Linked DNA regions of Zea mays: region 1 is linked to region 2. Evidence: chromatin contacts called from public Hi-C data. All regions are on one chromosome and are shown on one strand. The core of a region is the stretch at or near the end of the contact, and the rest is flanking DNA. Distances in the headings are between cores, read along the strand shown. Region 1 holds the start of LOC103653343 (TPR repeat-containing thioredoxin TTL1). Region 2 holds the start of LOC100282711.

Region 1 (2,805 bases), core at 163-2,662, 210 kb after region 2:
ACTCGAGATACATAATGGTGGCAGATCACTCTAGTATTTTTTATTTAGCTGAGGATGAGATCGGTGGAGCAAAGCAAGCCCATTCTGTAGAAAAGAAGTTGCATCAGATCCGAGAAGCAATCTCTGTGCCGGCCACCACCCCAAGGCCCAAGCAATCCATTCACCTTATATGCAGCGACGCGAGGCGGTGGTGCGCGCGGCCGTAGGACGGATCAATCCGTAGCGCCTCCTCACACTCCTTGACGGCTTCGCCGAGGCGGTCGAGGCCAATGAGAGCGGCGGCGCGGTTGCCCCGGCACGCAGCATTGTCGGGGCAGAGGGCGAGGGCGCGGTCGTAGAGCCTGAGGGCCCCCTCGAAGCAGCCCTTCCTGTATAGGTCGTTCCCGGCCCTCTTGACCTCCTCGGGGTCGGCGGCCGACATGGCGCGCCTGAGGACCGCGTCGTCGTCGGTGGCGGCGGGCACGGCGCCCCCGCCGCGGGAGCGGACGATGCTCCCGTGGCCGTAGTTGGCGGTCCCGGAGCCGAGCACGTCGTGGCGGGAGGCGCGGGGCGGCGGGGTCGCGACGGGGCAGGGGGACGGGAGCGGTTTGGCGAGGCGGCCGGAGGGACAGATGTTGCCCGCGGGGAGCGCGTTGGTGAGCGGCGAGGTGGCGGAGCTGGAGCACGCGCCGGATGTGAAGATGAGTGGGCCGGAGCCTGTGCGGCGGTGGCGCGGGGGCGCCTCGGAAGGGAGCGGGATCTCGCCGGAGTGGCTCCGGCGCGAGGCGAGGCCGGAGGCGGGCGCGAGCGGGGCCCGGGAGACGGAGCCGGAGGAGCCCGAGGAGGAGCTCGGGGTCGGGTGGTGGTGCCCGTGCTTGGAGGAGTGCGGGAGCGGGGAGACGGGCGAGAGCCTCCCCGGGGGCAGCGTGTCCGGCTTGTCGGTGGAGGAGAGGAGCACCGCGGCGGCGAAGGCGTCCGAGAGGGTGTCCGGCATTGGCGCCGGCGGGCGGTGGGACATTCCGCCGAGCACCTGCGGGGAGCGGGCGGCGCTGGATCTCGCTGCGCGGCGGGTGCTGGGTGGAGAGTGGGCGGGCGAGCTAGTGCGGCATGGAGGTGCGGTCAGAGGATGGGGGTGGCCGGATGGGGATCTCGGGAAGCGGAAGCGGAAGAGGGAGGAGGGCAGGGAGGAAGCAAGGAATGATGATGAAGCTCGAGGAGGCGTGGTGGGGTGGGTGGGTGGGGCGGCCCGAGCCCGAGCGAGCGGGGTAGATTTGCCCTGCGCGAGACCGACGGCCGTGGGCGGCGGCAGCAGCAGCAGTAATCAGCCAGTAAAACACCAGCAGCACGCGGGCCGCCCTCCCGAAACAAAGGCCCGCTTCTTCCGTTCCGTCGGCTGACGCCGACGCCGACGACGCGTCCGCATTGTCTTGGTCTTTCATGGAGACGGCTTCACGGCTGATTTCAAAACAAAAGACACCTACATCGACATGTGTTTTGGTTTGAGTGGGCCGGTCTATCGGAATCGGGTGTTACCTCTATGCAAATAGGTCTGATTATGGACTATTCGACTCGACCAATTCGATTTGACTCGCTAGAAAAAAAAATACAATGAAATTATAATTTGTGACCCACAATAATTTACGGGTGTAACATTGTTTATAGTTATGTGTTCTATATTTTACACTATCTATCGAAGATAGTCTTACAGAACTCGGCTAGCTTCAAATTAAAAAGGGCATCTATGACCACTTCGGATGTCGTTAATGTTTTTGGGAGGGACGAGGGTACTTAGTATCGGCAAATCCTACCTTTTATGGTATGTTTAGGAGCATAATATTTTCTTAGTCCCAAGATAATATCATGGTATTTAAGCATATCATGATATTTTAGATCAAAAGACGTTTAGGAGCACATCTAAAAACTCTTATTTTAAACCATGATTTTACCAATACCACGATATTTTTGGTAGTTACAGTCTTCTTTTCTCCTACACTATAACTAAAATATTATGTCTCTACACAGATGTTAAATTGGACTAAGTAAAATATATCATAGTTATATCCTGGTATACAATAAACTATGGTATTATAATATGTGTTTTTTAGAAAGAGTTCCCATACAGACCCTTGAATTTAACAAGCAGGCCAGTTTGGATCATAACAATAAGATAATTGTCAAATGCCAACAAACCGTTAAGGCAAACGCACTTTATTAACACGTGAATTGATGAACCCGAGCTACCTCTTAGCTTAGTTGTGATGTTAATCCTCTTACTTTCGCCTTTGTTCCTCTTTAAAACTCGATACTACCTAATGCAAAGCGCCTACTAGGGCTTGTTAAATTGGAAAGAAATTGAAGAAAATTAGAGAGGATTAAATCTCTTCCTTATCAAAATTAAATATAAATAGATTTAATACATCTTGATCCCCTTTGATTCTTGTGCAACTGAACAAGTTCTTAGCAAATACTTTTACTAGGAAACTATGTAGTCCACACAAACCTACATGTATTTATCAATTTTAAGTATCAAAGCCTAGAATAATAAAAAAAATGCAAGGTATCTATATCAAAACTCAAAACTTCTATCAAATTATATGTGTATGTGGTTGTTGTGAGGGTAGTCTCAACTTAGGAACTATCTCATAGCTTTTATACTTGCCAAGTTATGGCACTACACATAAAATTGTATTTCTAATGATGTTTTTAGAATATTCTTTTGCCCAATTACTTCGATTATATTGTTAGTGTGAAATTAAATAACATTCAGGGCCATACATAAAAAATCATAGAAGTGTGTCAAATATATGGGATTCAGATATTTTACTG
Region 2 (2,970 bases), core at 153-2,652:
TTGTTACTTGTGTTTATAGTTGTAGGAGCGGGTGTCGTCTTTGAGTTAGATCCCTTTGACCCTGTGTGATTTTTCTCTTCAATGCATTTGCTTCTAGAAGTAATTCTGTTTTGGTTTCTGCGCCATGTGCAACTTTGTAATTTTGTTACAATCGCAATGAAATTCGTTCTTGGCCATTTAGGGGGAAAAAGTCAGGATCCCAAAAATGATTTGCTTTGTGTAGTTAACTAGGCAACAGGATCCAAACTCAAAAAGGATAATATAACATCTTTACATGGATTAGGATTAATGAACTTTCTGTCAGATTCTTCCCCAGCCACTGGTCCTGCTGGATTTCAGTTTCAATATCCAGACAATTATTTTGGTAGACTCTGCAGGCATTCGTTTGATGATGGACACTTGGACTTACAAAGATTAGCTAATATTTCAGCATAGCATGTTTTGTAAGAACTGTTTTTTTTTTGTGGTGGGGGCTGATGACCTGAGAGAACCATGGTGTTTCCAACCCCCAAATAGAAATAACAATATGTTAAGTCAAATGAATTATCAAACAAACACAACAATCAACATACAGATACAGGTGGAAGGCATTAATTTGCACTGAATAGCATCTTAATCTATTGAAGTAGTGGTGGCTGTAATGTAAGTATAGGAGTAAAGCGACTCCGAACAGATGTAGGAAAAGAGAATGATGCTGGAAGAAATCAAAACCATGACCTCTTGTTACTAATTCAATATACCTCGCGGCACTAAAGGCATACTGTTTCTGAAACATTAACACAAGCACTTGATGTAACTCGATATTTATAAGTAGTGATAGTAGATAACACGTGGTACAAAAAAGGCTGTCAGGCAAGATTAAGCATCCTGTACTTGACAATTGGGGCGGGCAAGCGCGAAATTCTGAAAGCCAAGGTTGGACACCGGTGTACAAGGCGGCCACACCATGGCGACTATCTCGTGGTAGCATCGAACCGACGGCAGGCGCTCTAATCGGGGAGCTGGGAACCAGATCGAAAATCCCGGGCCCCAACCGATGAAAAGATTGGTTATGGTTATGGGGACAAAGAAGAAGAAAGCGTCTATGAACGAGCTGTCTGGACAGGTAAGAGAGTCCATGCAGCGAGGACGACTCGGTTCCACGAACAGATAGAGGTCGCAGAGAGAGAGGTGGGATAGAGAGAGAGAGAGAGTACCTTGGCTTGAGGGAGGTGTGCGCGGCGAGGTCGCGGGAGGAGAACTTCTGGGAGGGGCCGAAGATGCGGGTGCCCCCCTGCTCGTTGCCGCCCTTGGCCGGCGCCCAGGTGGGGCGCGCCGCGGTCGTCATCTGCAAACCCTAGCTGGCTGGGGAAGCTGCGGATGCGAGAGGAGAGGAGGAAGAGGAGCAGAGGAAGCGGTCGCGGGGTCGAGTTTGCCTTTTTTACGGGGCCCCGACTCCCGAGACAGCAAGGGCGACAGGAGGGCCGGGGCGCCGGGCACACGAGGAAGCATTGGCGATTTGGCGGCGGAGGGGAAGGAAAAAGACCGACTGGCCCATTGCGACCAGTTGCGTAAGTGGCCCGCGTACTTGTGGTGCCATGGGCTTAGATGGGCCAGTCCACTGGCTGTCGAGAGTCGTGACCCACCCGTGCAGCCCGCTAGATGACTGATTCACTGATACTGCCAGAGCATCGTGAACAGGCCTCGTCTTTTTCTCTTTTTGAATGCTAGTACTTATTAAAACAGAAGGATACTCTGTCATTCACTATTCTTAATTTCTCATTCCTTATTTTGCTTTTCCTGTTCTGCACTCGCTGCACAGCCTACACTCATTCTCGTTCCCACGCACACCTCACACCATTCTCATTCTCCACACAGCTCACGTCTAGCTAAAATAAAAAAACACATAGTCATAAGGAGATTCAAACCCACGACCTCTCAAGCCAATGCAAGCAGTAGCTACCACTACAACAGATATGTGTTTGTGCCTACATCTACGACAGGAAAAACATCTACTACATCTCTCACAAAGTTTATTGTTTCAGACGGGGGATTCTTATATTGCTCTCTCTCAAAAACCATAACAGATTTTCTGAAGCTAGTAAAACTTTGTAAAGCCATCATAGTGTTAACCTGCCGCGTCTCCTCGGTAGAGATGAATGGGACTTCTAGACCCCTTAACAAATGACGTAGGGGTAAAATTGTCTTCTATCTTTTATGGTTTTGGCTATAGAGTCTTGTAAGCACCTTCTCCTAGCCTTATTCCACTTCTGCTTTCATTTCTTTATGTAATTGTGACGAAGCTAAACATCTTCGTATTTCTCCTTGTTCTACTCCAAATGTATTCAACTCCCAAGCACCTGTAAAACTTAAGGATGTGCTAACCATCAATGATTAATTGTGTTTTTGAGGACCTTCGGATGACTTGTCATAACAAGAGGTAACATGAAAATTGCACAAGTATGGATTGTACAACTAGCGACCAAATACGAAAAATACCAATTGAAAACCACCGATTAATACAATTCGATAGATACGTAAATCACTGATTACATATTACACTAAGTTGATTTTAAGTTTCAGCGCGCACATATATATGATTTCAATTGTTACATGTTAAGAATACTTCATTTGTAATTTAAAGTATCATTGACATATAAAGGAGTATCAAATACTACGTTCGGACGAGCATCCCACGTCGCGACGGACCACAGACGTGTCCGGGGGCCAAAATAAACAAACGAAGCTCGCACGCATCAGATCATCAGAAGCAGCGACACGGATCGGCATCTACCGACCAGCTGCGGGGCTCGGCCGCCTCAGCCCCACACGCGGCAGCAGCAGCACCCTAACTAACCACTGCATATGCTAGCTGCCGCGCGGTCGACCGTCGACGACGCACCTCACCTGCACCAGCACCACCACCACACCACCGGACCGGAATAATCTCCCGCGAGATCGCACGAAACCACCGCCGGCTTTCCCGGCCGG

What was found. A called contact is a pair of places that touch in the nucleus more often than the background predicts.
Region 1: a Hi-C map of ear shows a contact between it and region 2, with 2.1 times the contacts expected there. The contact joins the promoter of LOC103653343 here to the promoter of LOC100282711 in region 2. A contact is called at or near these places in 5 of 25 Hi-C or Micro-C datasets (bundle sheath, ear, endosperm and 2 more).

What each region holds. Positions count from the first base shown.
Region 1 is chr3:3,370,439-3,373,243 of Zm-B73-REFERENCE-NAM-5.0, forward strand. LOC103653343 (TPR repeat-containing thioredoxin TTL1) reads right to left here and starts at 1,413. Exons shown (of 7, transcript XM_008680270.3): 1 at 165-1,413. The coding sequence starts at 997.
Region 2 is chr3:3,159,044-3,162,013 of Zm-B73-REFERENCE-NAM-5.0, forward strand. LOC100282711 reads right to left here and starts at 1,403. Exons shown (of 7, transcript NM_001155618.1): 1 at 1,197-1,403. The coding sequence starts at 1,327.